Regions from separate parts of the Rattus norvegicus genome. Here region 2 is linked to region 1. The links are chromatin contacts, called in public Hi-C maps. All regions are on one chromosome and are shown on one strand. Each heading gives the region's core, a stretch centred on a gene start, on an enhancer-like site or on the middle of the called end of the contact. The rest is flanking DNA. Distances are from core to core; before and after follow the strand shown. Region 1 holds the start of Crtac1 (cartilage acidic protein 1). Region 2 overlaps R3hcc1l (R3H domain and coiled-coil containing 1-like).

Region 1 (7,701 bases), core at 1,657-4,156:
GAGGAGAGAGGATAACCTGGGATTTCCACAGCCTGCGAATGTTCATTAAGACAGCTTTATCTGCCCTTGCCTTCCTTGCAAAGAAAATTTCCCCGAATTTACTAGAGCTATCAGTATAGCCAAGTCTGGCCAGTCAGTAATTACCAGTGCCTACTGTGTAGAAACATATGTCCATTTTCACAGCACAGAAGAAGGAGGTCACTGGAGTGGAGAAAGCTCTAAAGAGGGAACTGGGAGTCCTGGGGCTTGGCCCTATCTCTTCCACCAAACAGCCATGTGACCTTGGGCAAGACACTTGTTTTTACTTTGGCTGAATTTTTTGTAAATACATTGTACATGGGGATGTTGGGGATGGGGTGAGATGGACTAGATGCCTCCCGAATCTCTCTTTTTCTAGTCTTGAATATTCTTAGGTTTCCCAGAATTCAAAGAATACACAGATACCAAGCAGAAAACAGTGATCTCAGAGAGCAAGTGGAGTTATGTGCAAGCTCTCCCACCCCATTGCATCTGAGGTCGTCCCAGGATCACCTGAAGTCCACAGAACACGTGGCGGAAATGCCCCAATCACAATGGGTGATTGTTGGGGGGTTGTGGCCTGAGCTTTCTTAAAGCATTAAGTTACTATGGCCAGTGAAGGGTAAGAAACAAGTCACCATTCCCGAGCTAGGTGGTTTTGGTGCCCCCTACTGGTTACCAAGCAGCCTGTTCCACCTCCAAGCTTCCACTGACTTCCAAGGAGGCACGGGAGCTTGAAGACCAACCCCCGGTGGTCACAACCTGTTTAACAGAAGTATTTCCTGGTTGGTGGTCTAGTCTCTTTATAAGAATCTGTGTTTCAGTCTCAGTATTACACAGGCCATGGGTCTATACTCATTCACAGGGCTCCTCCATGCAACCACAGGATATCTTAACCAAACACCCTGGTACCAAAGAATAAACATCAGGGTTCAGAATGCCAGGTGCAGCCCAGATGGAGAAAGGAAGAAAGGGCAACAAGCAGGTATTTCACTGCACAAATCCCTAATGGAAAGAAGGTCTTGGGAAACGCAGCAGAGAAATGTTGACTGCAGGCAAACAGGGAATGGAGCATGGTGGTGGCGTGGGGAGGCTGGGCATGGACTGGTAACCCGCACATAAGATCATTAGCCTAAAGCAAAGATCCAAGGAGTTTGAACACAACCCCATGGATAGGGTTGGGAGAAGGTGAATGGCTAAAGAGCTAAAGATCCAAGGAATTTGAACATAACCCCATGGATAGGGTTGGGAGAAGGTGAATGGCACCAGCAGCCTTCAATCTTCTACCGAGTCCATCAGCACCAATTGGAGACCAAAGCATTCTACTCTTGGCCCTCTAGTCCAGTACCATGAACTAAACTCCCTTCATTGCCTACTAAATCGACTTTAGAACCTGCCTCCAGAAGAGGCTTCTTAACCAAGACAGATGAGAGAGAGAGAGAGAGAGAGAGAGAGAGAGAGAGAGAGAGAGAGAGAGAGAGAGAGAGAGAGAGAATACCGCCCTCTTGAAGACCATATTGGGACAACTGTCTATATTCCCATTTTTCCACCCTCCACTTCTCTGTCTTCAGTGAGGAACTGTTCAACTCTCCGGATCTGCCTTAATTCAACGGGAGTATTTGCTGTCCCAAGTTATCACAGTTTCAAATCTCCCCTGATAGCTTTTCCCCAGGAGTTCTTCCCAGGTTCAACACAGCATCACACAGCTGTCCTCTACTCTGGGAACCTTCTTGCTTTCTTTCCCAATTGGCTTCATTTTCGAAGTCTTGCACCCATCCCAGATGGTACCTCAAGTGCAACTCGTGAATGCTTCCAGAAGAACGGAAGCTCCCCTGGGATGCACAGATGCCACGGTAGGTGAGCCCACCCAATAGCAATAGTAATCATTAGTCATTCGAGAAGGAAGCCCCCCGCCCCCACCCCTAGGGAGGCTCCCATCCCGGCTGGGATGACTTTGGATTCTTTAGTTGGTTTCTGCAGAAGCGGGACTAACCAGGGCTCCCAACTACTGTGCTGCAAAAGAAGCACGCTGCATTGCTGGGCATGCCCCCAAGCCTGCCTGCCGCCCCACCAAAAACCTTTATGTGATTCCATAAGATCAAGGGGGACCCCATGGTTCCCCGAGAAAGCCGGAAAAGAGCTTGCCTTGAAAAAGCCCCAGCTTGAAAGCCAGACCACACCTCGGTCCAGCAAAAAGCGACTGGCAGCTACGCCGTGCACCGGGCTGGCTCCGGGAGCACTCTGCCACTCAGCGCTGTGCAGGGGAGACAGCTCGGCTTCCCGGGAGAAGAGCTATGCCCCGGGGGATCTTCCCCAACCTGGAAGCGTTGGCAATCGGCCGAGGCTGGTAGCTTAGTCGGCCCCAAACTGAGCCCGCCAGCTGGGTGACTCCCCGGGTACCCCCAGCACAGCCTTCACCTGCTCCGCCCCTTACTAGCCCCTTTGCCCCCTTCTCAAATCGCTGACCTCCATCCTATGTGCCCCTAACACGTTTTCTGCCAACTGTGGGCTGTCACCCTACACCTCGGCTCTTTTCTCTTCCACTACCTCCAGCCCGGCGCCCGCCTTGCCCCCAGCCCGCGGGGAGGATCTGCGCGCCAATCGAGTCCAGCGCCTCTTGGCAAGTTGGGAACAGCGTCGCCGCCTTCGCGGTCCCGATCTTCCCAGGTCCCCAGCTGCATCACCGCCACCCCTGGGGGCGTGCGGGGAGGGGTGCGCTGGGCTGGAGAAACTTTCTCCGCCGGAAGGGGTGGGGGCTCCAGGAGCGGATACTCACGCCCGGGTCAGCGCTCGGAGCCATCCTCTGGCTCTCTCAGCCCCACCGCCTGGGGGCGTCGGAGCGCTGGCGCTCACTGCCGCCTCTGCCGCCGGCGCCGCCGCCTTGCAGCGCCTAGCCCTGGTCCCGGGCTGGCCTCGAGCCTCCCGCCCCGACGCCGCGCGCTCGCTTTATACAACTCCACTCGAGCGCGCCCGGGCTTATGTAAAGGCTGGCGGAGGCCCGCAGCCAATGGCGCGGCAGCTGGAGCCGGGGCCCAAGCTTGGGGGGCGCACGCGCGGCCAATCGCGGCCCGGAGAGCCCGAGGAGCCGGGTGGGGGAAGGGGCACCTCCCCGCGCTGATTTAGGAGCCGGGATTGCGGTGGCAGCAGCCGGCAGCCAGGCTGGCCCGGCGCGGCGGGCATTGGGGTGGGCGGCGGCGCGGGCGGCGGCGAGGGCGGGTGCCCCCCGTGCTCTGCCGCGCCCCGCCGCCGCGCCGCGTAACCTTCAGGAGGCAGCGGGGCCTAGCGAGTGGGGAGAGGGCGCCTTTCAGGGACACTGGGGACCGGGCGGGCGGGAAGCGGATGTCCCCAGTGGGGGGGGGGGGTGGAGCGCGGGGAAGGCAGTGCAACGGGGGAGGGGAGGCCGGAGAGCCCCAGGACCCCGCAGCCACCCTGCGCGCAGGGTTGAGGGTGGCGGCGGCGCTGCCTTCTTTCTGCCTCCGAGATAACGATCAGGCGTCTCCCGGGCCGGGCCGGAGCGGCCGCGCGAGCCACGCCGATGGCGAGATTTCTCGCTGGGGAGCGAGCTCCGAGTCGATCTTTATCCAGCCAAGGGACGTGTCCGAGCGCCTCCCGGGGACTGCTCAGTATGGGGAACAGAGCTTCACCACGGTCCCAGAGGGCGGGGAGCAGGCGAGCGCAGCTCGGCGGTCAGGCGCAGCGGCCCAGGCAACTGCGGGCAGAGTCTGATTCCGCACATCCGCGCCCCCCCGCAGCAGGCAGAGGCCTCACTCTACCTAACCCTCTCTCCGGAAGCACCCACCAGGGCTGAGTCTGGCTCACCTGCTCAGGGCGTCTGCATCTACCACCCACCCTTCCTGCTTTGCCCACAGGGAGTAGTACTACTGTTGGCTTTCTCTCTTGTCACCAGCTATCATCAGCTGGGTGGGATGGCTTTGATCTCTCTGGCCCAAGGGTAGTGGTGGGAGAGCAACTAGGATGGGGAAGGTGTCTTGGTTAGCAACGTCCCAAATACCTGTGTTTGGGGCAGGTAACTTGCTAAGGTCTACAACATTGTAGATTCTTTTGCATCTACAATAGAACCAGATATACAATAGGTGCCCGGCAAGTAGTGAATTTTGACCTTTTGTGATAAGACCGGTAGATTTCTGAAAGCCAGACCCAGGGCCTCGGAGGAGAATATTAAACTGCTCTGCTCCAAAGGTTTTTGTGACCACTACTCACTAACTAGCGGCTTCTGTATTCTTGACTCTTAAAATGACTTGGATGAGGACTCAGCTATATGAGGATCCTGTCAACCAGTTCCTGGCTGGACCTGGTTATCTCCAATACTGATTAGAATTGTCGGCCCAGTTTTTTTTTTTTTTTCTCTTTATTAACTTGAGTATTTCTTATTTACATTTCGATTGTTATTCCCTTTCCCGGTTTCCGGGCCAACATCCCCCTAACTCCTCCCCCTCCCCTTCTATATAGGTGTTCCCCTCCCCATCCTCCCCCCATTACCACTCTCCCCCCAACAATCACGTTCACTGGGGGTTCAGTCTTAGCAGTACCAAGGGCTTCCCCTTCCACTGGTGTCGGCCCTGTTTTAAGGTATCTGTGCTCTTCTCTTAAAAGCAGAAGCTAAGCATAGACAGAGTCCATCTCTTGGGCTGCGGAGGAGCTCCTTGACCGTGGGGGAACCTTTGAGAATCTGTCGAAAGTCACTGGAGTCTTTTTCTGGAAAAACCTGGCAAACATTTACACATAAGCGACTACTGAGTATAATTTCAGAATCATTAGGAATCCGGAGTCTTTGGGTGCTCAGCCCAATAGCAACCTGTTTCTTCAGTGTTCCAGGCCAGCGGTTTGTAATCAACCTCTCTCTAGGGGTCGGAGACTGTTCTGTACCCTGTGAGACTCTGAATGGATGTGTGGATGTGCTTCTCAGAAAGATGCTCTCTCATACACAGGCCTGTATATGTGTGTGTGGGGGAGTGGGGTTGCTAGAACATAATCCAAGGTTCTGCATTAATACTCTTCACCCATCAGCAAGTAGACTTGGTCCCAAGCACACTGCTGGTCCCCGGTTCCCTCCAAAAGGAACAGCAGCAGGCTCTACACACTGATGGACACACTGCCACCCTGTGCTAAGGATTATCTGCACCCTGTGGCCGTGGTCCTGGAACCCGAGAGACTGTCTCCACACTTGTCCCCAGCCACTTTCTTTATGTGGAAATAAATAGCAGGTTGTCGTATTCTGTCTGATCCACGAGTGTTCCTCAGCCAGAAGCTCCGACTCAGGGAGACAGCAAGTGACTGGTAATTAACCAGTCTCACTGGAGCCCAAGCATCCGAACACACCTTTCTTGGTTTTGTTCTCACCTCCCTCTCTCTGCCTGGGAAGCTGTGAGCAGCAGCCCCAGCTGCAGGAGCCTCACCTCACCTAAACCTGACAGATTTAGTAACCAGCTCGGTAATTATCAACATTAGCCACCCAGATGTGAATAGGTTGTCAGTGTAACACAACCCTATAATGATCTCACTTTCTCTAGTCAGGTAAGGGGATGACAGAGCGGAGGTGCCGGGAAAGGACAGAGAAATTCTAAGTGACAGGTGTTCCACTCAGGGACAGGCTGGGCAGGTCTGGTCCTAGAATTTCTAATTCTCCTAATGTTGCCCGTGTCTAGAAACCCTTGAAGCCAGGGCGTTTTAGAATTCAGAGAGGTGCCAAACATGTTGCGCCATCCTGTGAGGTCTGGAGTCGCATCTGAAAATCAGACACATTCATATTTCCGCAGTGAAATGTCAGGATTTCTAGAGTCAGCGTTGAGGGGAAAGTGGTTTCGTGTCGGTTTAGGTCAGGATTTGTCTTCAGATGAGTTGCAGCAGCAAACTAGCAAAAACGCCGAACAAATCCCAAGTATTTTTAAGTCTTGGGGATTCGGACATTTAAAATTGAAGACAAAGAGTGTGTTTTAGGCTGGTTGCCCCTGAAGAAATGAATTCTTTGTGAGAGTGGCAGAAGCACCAGCAGTGGATGGAAAACCACAAACGGTGATAGGCACTCCAGGGATGTGAAAAAGTAACGCCTTTCTCACACCAAGCCGTGTCTCAGTGTGGTCCTCTTTTCTCGGGGAGCACTCGTGCATCACATGTCAACGGTGTGCTGTGAGTGACAGGTAGGGCAGAATGGGCTTTTGTCTAGGGTGAAAATAGACAGGAACTCTTTCTTGAAGAGATGCTTCAGCTCCTGGGGGACAGTTTGTTCTAGCGGTATAACTGAGTAGACACAGAAGTCTTCTATGTGGCCAGGGTTAGCTCAGAACAACTGGAGATGGGAGGATCCTGAGAGGCGAACTCTTCCAGGAAGGGTGCAGACTAGAAAGGCAGGCAAGAAACAGGGAGATGCTACTGAGTCCTGGGTGCAGCTGCGTGTCAAGGTCAGAACTGTTTGGGACTGGGTAGAAGCCTGGGGAGGACGATTTGAGGAGGTACCTGCTCATAGTGGTCATTTGGGCTTAAGTGCTTGGTGCCCCACCTGCCTATGTGTGCTTTTGGGGTTCCTCCGTTGCAGACTCTGCATCCGTAGAGTCTGGATGAGAGTCTAAGGCAGGGAGCAAGATGGAGAAATAGACTGTGCAGCTCTCTGACCCTGTTTGAGTTGTTTAGCCACAAAGCTGCCCCCACCTCCCATGTTATGAGGCCCTTTGGAGCTCAAGGTCAGCAGTAAGTAAGTTTACACTTAATTTTAAGGTTAGTCCGCTGGCCTTTGGCTAAAGCCCTAGCACCTGACCAGTACTCTTTTTTCTCTGCTGGAGTTCTGCCTGGTACCTTCAGATTTAGTGACTGGGGCCCTATGTCATGCTCTCGTGTTGATCCTCAGGTTAAGGATTCTGAGATCTGGATGGTTTGCTTTCCTTCCTGTGGCTGAGTCCTTGTCACCTGCTGCCCCACATTCTTGACATCAACCTCCTCGGCATCTGCAAACTTCCCCATGCCTGCTCCTTTGGCATCCTTTATCCTGGCCTCTCCTCCTCTTCTACCTGCTGCCAGGAACCCCTCTCTTTTGTGGTACTTTGGTGGTCAGCTCTTGCTCCAGGCCCCAGCCCCTCCCCATCTGGCATCTCCAACCACCAACACTGTCAGATTTCTGACAGACATGAGCTCATGGTTCTGGTTTAAAGAAGAAAGGCACCCTTTGTGGAAGCCGACCCTCATCAGAAGCAAGTGCCAGGGAGAGCTCCCGGGTTGGGGGCACCTTTGCCAGTTTCATCCCGTAGGAGGAACGACAAGGTGGAAAGTGAACAGGAGAGGAAGGTGGGGAAGGAGGAGATAGAGGAGAAGAATCAGGAGAGAGGAAGGAAAGAGACTCCAGCCGAGGGGAGGAGAATGTTTGAAGTCTTTTTTCCTGTATCTAAACTGAGCGAACCTTGTGATCAGCAAAGGGTCAAGTGCTGAAGATGAAAAGGAGACCCAGTGTGTGTGCAAGTGAGAGGGGGGACATTGGAAAAGGAGAGGGGGAGGGCACAGCTGGATTCTGCATGAAGGGATAAATGCAGGAGAACAAAGGCTGATGTCACAGGGGAACCCAGGTTTGAAATTCACAAGGTTACTTTCTGGTTACTCTGTCCTGGGCTCACTAACCAGGGGTGTTGAGCACCTTTTAGTTCTTGTCTGGTTTGTCCTGAAACCCATCCTCTACAT
Region 2 (7,701 bases), core at 3,210-5,709, 110 kb after region 1:
ACACAGACTCACATCCAGATGTGTAGAAAAAGAAAAAAAAAAAAAACTTCCCCTTTAGTTTTTTTTCCTCTTTTCTGCTTGCTCTCTACTGCCAAGTGTATGTGCAGAGTAGGGACAAAAGAGTCTGCTTTCCTAGTTATGATATTGCTCTTGTCCAGTTCCAGCAAACCTTTGATCTGATTGCTTTTAGAAATGGTCAGTGATGGAGCTAATGTTACGTTTGGAAGAGTTAGGTTGGTGAGCCATGGGGTTGCCATGTCATTGGAGTGTGAAAGAGACTATGTTTCAGCCTGTTTCCCCCTATAATGTGTGCAGTCAGTTGGTGCTCATGCGTGGTTACTATAGCTAGTGGAGTGTAAAATGTTTGGGACATTAATTATGTTATATTGCAAGGAAAACCTTTTCATGCTATAGTTTAAGACTCAAGGTTCTATTGGAATTATGTATTATGTGCTAAGATTATAGTTGTATACCATCATGCCTAGTTTCATTTTCTGAATTCTAAAAATCAGTGATGAAGAATATCTATATTCTAATTTGAAGCTTTCTCTGATCTAAAAAATGTTACCAGTTTTACTGATCATTAGTCCCATGTTTATGTGTGCGTCTGAATGTTTTTAGATCCATAGTGGAGTTGGAGGGAAAAAGAGCAGAAATTATTCTGATGGCAAAGAGAAGAGAGGAAGTTCCTGCCCTGACACCTGGTGAGGTCCTTCACCATGTGGCTTTGAGGGTGACACAAGGTGAATGAGGAAGTTTCAGACAATAACTGGGCAGCTATTATAGGCTCTTTAAGTCTAGAAATAGACATGGCATGAGAAAGCGTGGTCTTTTGTTCTTATCCTGGTGGCTTCTCGTTTTACTGAGGCAGTTTTGAATTGTCTTTAGTTGCTTTGCACTTATGGAGTTTAATCGAATTGCGGTTATTTATGGAATTAATATAGTAATGTGTTTTACTATCGCGTAGCCTAATTCAATAGTTAAGTGTGGGAGCTCTTATGTCCTAACCAACGGTTAGAAGCTAGGCAAGGTTGAGTTCTCTTTTATTGTAGTTGGAGTAAATAGGTTTGTTTATTTTGGTTATGTCCCATTAAATACAGATTAAACTTCTGTATTTTGCTATATTTTGCAGATCCTGGTTGTAATAGTTAATCATCATTGATGATTTTGGAGTCACCTAGAAGAGTGTTTTGTGTGTGTGTGTGTGTGTGTGTGTGTGTGTGTGTGTGTGTCCGTGCACGCGAGTGTTTGATTTCCAGAAAGGTTTAACTGAGGAGGGAAGGCTTACTCTGAAAGTACATAGCTCCTTCCTATTAAGCAGTGTCCCAGACTCAAAAAAGAAAAGGCAAAAACAAAAAAGGAGCAGGAAAAAGCCAGCTGAGCACCAGAATTCATCTCTTTTTCTTGACTGCAACTTCAGTGTGGCCAGCAGCCTCTTGTTCTTGTTTGCATGCCTTCCCTGACAAACTATCAACCCCTCAAACTGTGAACCAAAGTGAACCTGTTCTTAAGTTGTTTTTGTCAGGAGTTTCTGTTACAGCAGTAAGAAAAAGAGACTAATTCTGTGGTGTAGGTTAACCTGACTGCACACTTACCTGCTTCCATAACAAATGTTCTATTCCCCTGTCCTCTGAGTGATACTCCATGCCAAGGGAAGCTCTTCTTAAGGATAGGGGAAGCAGAGTGTATCCTTAGAAGTTCATGTGAAGAAGCATTTATGTGGTTCAGCTTTTCACTAAATAACATCAGAGTCTTAAACTGCTACCTGAAAGCTTGGCTTTCTAGGCTCTTTAGTCCCAGACTATTTCAAGTTTCTACTTCAAGACACTTGCCTTTGGTCAAACTCACAGTTATTCCTTCTTGGTTGTCTCCATAGTCAGTGTGGTAATCTTAGTATACTGAGCCATTAATTGCAGTGTTATATGCTGGTAGCAGATGAGATTTTACATAAATGTGTAAACACACACACACACACACACACACACACACACACACACACACTAACACAGTACCATTGACATTTAATGTGACAACACTTTTCATAGCCAATGGTTCCCTTTTTCTTTCCTTACCTTTGCTACCTTTATTGATGCTGCTCCACCACTGCTCAGTTCTGTTTGAAGGGCCTGGACCTTAATGGGACAGAAGACATAATTAGACATGGCTCACAACAGCAGGTTAAAAACACAAGTCATCATTTTCTTGGGCGTTGACTAAATACTTTCTTAAGCAAATTGGAAATTCTACAATCTTTCCTAAATGATCAGGATCTTTGTATTGGTTTGAGATAGCTGTGCAAATGACCAAGAATGGATATACTGGTGTATTTGGTTAATGCTTGTGGATTATGTAGTTCAAAGCATTGCCATTGCTTACCACTCCCTTAACACAAGCATTTCCTTTTTTTCTTTTTCTTTTTGATTGATGTGCCCATTTTGGGAATTCTTAAAAGAATTTTTTTTCCCTCCTTGGGAGAACAGTTGTAGAGTTCCTGTCTAGCATTTGAGGCACATTTCTGTGGGAATCAGATAGGAAAGTTCTGCTGACCATTTACACTAATGAAGATGAGCATTAGCGTGGATAATATATTTGGATTTGATGTGCATTATGTGATTATTTTTGCAGCACAATTAACTTCCTGATTAAACTTCGCTGAGCATACGCTTGGTAGAAAACTGGATGATCAAATTGTTAGTTTAGATGATAGGTGATGTGAATTTTGGACAGGTTTTCCACTCAAATAGTTGTAAATCTGAGATAACTCTCTTTCTTGTCTTTAAAATGATGAAATTATTTAACCTGATTTTTGAGAGGGAGAGGGGAAAAAGGTAGGTTGGAAACTCAGGAGATGCAGCAGTGACAAATTGTGGCCACCAGAGGGGGAAGTCCAGTCAGTCTTCTTGTGGCTTTGTTTCTGACCAGAATGTGTGTCATTGATGGAAGTGAAAGGGACACATTGTACCTATCATATCCTTGTCTATTTATAAGTTATAGGGCCTCTTGCTCTCTATTCTCCAGTTTCTGCTTTTTTTCTCTTCAATTTTCTCAGTCGAACTAGGACAAATAAAGAGAGTTGAGGTTGTCAGGTCTTTATCTGATCTTTATTTCCTAAGATAGTTAATGACTCAGAAGACTGATGCACATCTTGGATGGAAAGTACAGTAGTCACCAGTTTCTTCCAAACACAGCACACAAACAGTGCTCAACCTAACCCATCCTCTTGTTGAAATCAAGAAAGAAAATGAAGATGTTTGAGAAGTAGAACAGAGGGAGCAAGTATTTGTAATTAGGTTCCAGTCTGGCATTGCTATTTTATGTGGTCATGGACATTAAAACCTTGGATCTGAGCCAAGCATGGCAGTGTATGCCTTTAGTCCCACTCACGAAACAGAGCAGAGGCAGGTGGATCTCTGAGTTTGGACTAGCGGGTCTATCGAGTTCCAGGTTAGCCAAGGCTTTATAGCAAGACCCTGTCTCAAAAACAAAACAGAACAAAATCTTTGGAACTTCAGTATCTTTGTTTGAAAGATTAGGATGCTTATTTTTAACCTATTTGATCCTTTTTTTAGTAGTATAAGATTTTGTGGAAATTCTTTAATATTTATGTGCAAGGCAGTACTGTTCTTAAATTAGAACATTATAGCAAAGGTACACATTTTAAATATAGTATGTTATTTTGCTAAAACATCTGTTGGTAATTATTAATACATAAACACTAAAGACAGAAAGACACTCTAGTGAGACATCTTTTTACTCCACAAAGCGATAAATTGAGCATAGGTTCAAGATGGCAATGGTTCAGTTAATAGTTGAAAGACCAGGAGGAGCCAGGATGTCCCACATCCTGATTGGGGGACAGGGGAGTTGATAGTATGTCATTTAGAGGAGATCATTTGGGAAAGAGTAAACATAGAAAAGGAGTTAATGAGTTCTAGGATTTCATATCACAAAGCTGATGTCACATTCTACTTTTTATAGCCATAAAAGTGGGAATAATTTTTATATGAATCCAGTTATGTGATTCTTAAGTTGCTGGAGGGCTAAGGGTACGATGGAAAGAACAAAGGTAGCTGTGAAGTCCAAGCAGACAATCAGATGGGTGTTTAGTAAGCAACAGAACAAATGGTTACAGAAATGTGCTTGTGAAAGCAGGCAAGGATTAGGATTTAACAATTTGATATACAAATAAGGGAGTATAGGCCGTTTGAGCAGACTAGCTATATACAGTGTTTTAGAATTCTGTATAAGACAGGATCTTAATCTGCCCTGACTTAATGAGCTTTCTTGATGTTGGTCTACTTGGTAGATCCCAGACTCCACACATTTGGGGTTATTGATGGTATCACTGACAAACTCTAGGTGGTTTGATGGTTCTAATAGCTTCACACTCCACAGGATACACATATTCACAGATCTGCTCACCACTGCTGTGAGTTCATTTCCCAGAAATGAACTGGCTAGTAAAAATTTGGCAGGCAAGCCAGCTTTTCAAGTGCTGCTAGGAATAGAGCCCAGCTGTTCCCTTTGGGCTTTGAGCTGTTGGAATTCATTGTTAGCAGCTAGAAAGAATCAAACTGTAACATTTTTAGCCTAGTTCATGACAGCAAAGCAGAGGTGTTAAGATTTCTGTTCTAGAGGTTTATACTGCAAGTAACTTAACCTGATTGTGTGTCTTAATATTACTGGGCTTCTGACCGCTGAAATATGGCTTGGATCGATGGTGGTTTGGAGAAAGTAGAAAGAGGGCTATCCATCATTCAGAGGCTCCATAGAAGCTGGCTGATAATGCTGCTTTCACCAAGCAGCCATCTGTCCATCCATCCATCAGTAGGATGAAATGAGATTTAGCGGAACAGGCAGCCGTAACTCTGAGATACTTTCTAACCAACAATTGTAGCTCTGGCCTGAGTCTGACCACAAAGCACAGCAGTGGGGTTTGGCGGGATGTGGCAGTAAGGGCAGTCTACTTCCCGTCACTGCCAGCCTAGAACAGATTCAGTTTGAGGCCCTAGCTCAACCTTCTTTCCCATACAGAATTTGGCTAAACTTGGAATGATGAGACTGTCATTCTTTTAGCTCCAGACAGTTTTGCAAGTTAAGCAAATGTTTTTCATGGAGAATATTTTCACATAACACTATACGAACTTCTTCTGTGTTCATCATAGTAATGAGGGATGAGATTAAATTAAATCTAAATAATTTAATAATTTTATTTCATGTAAGTTCTTTTTCTTACTGAATTAAAAATTTACCCAGTTCTTAAGTAGTAAAAATTGAATTTTTTTCTCCCTATATTAGTGGTTTTTAAATGAAAGGAAGAGAATATGGACAGGGAAATAGGTAACATTATAAACAAGAGACTGGATGATACTTAAAATGGGTCATGAGGTTTTGATAACTGAAATCCAACTGTGTCTTCCCTGCTCCTATGTTCTGGTGTACCATGCCTTCTGAGAGCCTCTGGATCAGTGTGTGTGTGCGCTTGTTGTCAATCCTGTGGTTGTCCTAGGCATAGCCAGCTTCCTTGGCCATGTTATTGCAGTGGTCACTCAGACCCCAGCTCCTGTTCTTTGTTCTGAAGCCTTGATTTTCACTTCAGATTGAGGGAGGGGTTTGAGGGAACCTAATGTACCGGAGATGCCTCGGAAATGAGAGCCTTGGATGAATTCCTGGGCTTATTGATCCACCGGCAGTTTATGCATCCTGACATTCATAATCTCAGTAGGCTGCTGATGTTCCTGATTAATGGGCCCAGGGGCTGTCCATCCGTCACTTCACATTAATTACTGAAGAGGTGTTTTTCCAGTGATTTACCTGACAGTGGGCTGTGATAAATACCCCTAAGCAGAGTGGGCAGTGATTAATCACAGGACCACACCCCTCCCCCCAATCCTTTCCCCCTAACCACAGGCCAGCGCTGGGACTTGACCAAAGAGTGCCCCCTCCCCAGAAGCTATCTATCTCTATAATTGCTTGGGGATGCATATTTATTGGGCATGAGACCTGGCAGATAGCATTTTAGAATTTGTGCCAAAGATGATGAAAAATAAATCTTATTGGTAAGACGACCATGTTTTTACACGGAGTAAAAACATGTAGTGTGTGAGCTGCTCACACATTACCTTGAAAATTTCAGGGAGCATTAGCTGCCTACTTGTATGTACATACATACATACATACATACCACAGGGCTAGTTTGTTTTACAAGCTTCAGAAAGGGCAAAGGTCTGGCTGGTTAGGTGACTCCTCAGGTAAGGCCAGTTGTCATACAAGCCTGATGACTGAGTACAGTCCTTAGAACCCATGTAAAGGTGGAAGGAGAGACATAACTCCTCAGGGTTGTCCTCTGACCTCTGTATGTACTATTGAATGTGTGTCTATACAGCACATCATGCATGGGCGCACACATAAATACAAACAGTAAATTAAACAGGTCCAGGTTTTGCATTCATGATGCTTCTAGTTTACTCAGAGAATACATGAACAAATATAATTTAGGAAATTATTTTAGGTACAGTACAGTTGGACTGGTGTAGAACTCCAGGGTTCCATTTCTTAATCTTATGGCTGTAGAAAATGAAATTAGCTAAGTACTGAAATACTTAGTGTCTTCCATGGGTCAGGTCAGGCCCTATTTTCAGCTGTGGAGGATGAGTGTAATACAGCTGCAGATTTCAGAAAGCACAGTCTAATGTGCCTTGTCTCATTTCTAAAAATATAAAGGCAGACTTTTCCAGGAAGTTGTTAAAGGAATTTAAAGTTAACTAGTACATCCATTCTTTTTCTCGGAGTGTTTTTTTAGTTCTATGTTCATGGGTGTACAAGGAACATGTTAAGGACAATATCTACCTTCAAGAAACTTGCAGTTTCATCTGGTTTGTCCTTCCTTCCTTCCTTCCTTCCTTCCTTCCTTCCTTCCTTCCATATGTATCTATGTGCTCATCATTGTGTCAGGGGTGGTTCAGAGGCCCCTTTGCAGCTGGACTTTCAGGCAGTTGTGTTCTACAGGCAGATGTGAGAGCTGGGAAAGGACAGTACATGCTCTTAAATGTTCAGCCATGTCTCCAGCCCAGGACTGTTGGGTATTAGACAACATTCGTGATGCGTAAATGGAACTCACCCTCCATTAAAAAAAATAGAGAGAGATGAAGAACTCTGTTGTTCATGGTAGTCCCAAATTCCTGGGTTCAGGCAGTCATCCTGCGTCAGTCATCTGGGCAGTCTACCTGGGATCTTAGGTACTTGACATGCTTGGCATAAATGTATCATTTAAATAATGTTATATATGTCATGAATGCCACAAATGATGAGTGCATGTGGAATGTGACTCAGTTGTCTTTATATTGATAGTTAAAGGATAGAGTTGATTTTGTGATACATCTTTTGGATGAATGGTGACTGGGGCTATTTGAGCTGACATAGTTCAAGTAGATCGTTTTAGAAGTTAGAAGGAGCAGGCTACGATGTCATTCTACCTAAAGTAGAGGATTCGTATTTGAGAGTGGTAGTAATATCATGATTAAAATAGTAGGTTGATACCAAGCCATGAAGGAGCTTTATTGCCAGGTAAGCTTGATTCATATATCATAGGATATAGTGAATCACTAAGAGAGAGAGTGTTGTGTGGGGGTAGATGTTCCTACTAGAGGGTTTTAATGTCTGGTCTACATTCAGCTTTAGGTCTGCCCTTTTAACTTGTAT

The links. A called contact is a pair of places that touch in the nucleus more often than the background predicts.
Region 2: a Hi-C map of frontal cortex shows a contact between it and region 1, with 2.4 times the contacts expected there. The contact joins the enhancer-like site here to the promoter of Crtac1 in region 1.

The regions. Positions count from the first base shown.
Region 1 is chr1:251,179,783-251,187,483 of GRCr8, forward strand. It overlaps Crtac1 (cartilage acidic protein 1), which reads right to left and starts at 2,907. Exons shown (of 15, transcript NM_134401.2): 1 at 2,795-2,907. The coding sequence starts at 2,818.
Region 2 is chr1:251,284,567-251,292,267 of GRCr8, forward strand. The region is part of intron 1 of R3hcc1l (R3H domain and coiled-coil containing 1-like); the gene reads left to right. LOC120100039 (a long non-coding RNA gene) reads right to left here. Exons shown (of 3, transcript XR_005499692.2): 2 at 2,073-2,132. Among named protein-coding and RNA genes, the nearest start is that of R3hcc1l, 22 kb to the left of the region's middle. Within about 2 kb of position 4,460, at least 15 of the 93 cell types and tissues checked have an H3K27ac peak or open chromatin away from gene starts, as enhancers often do.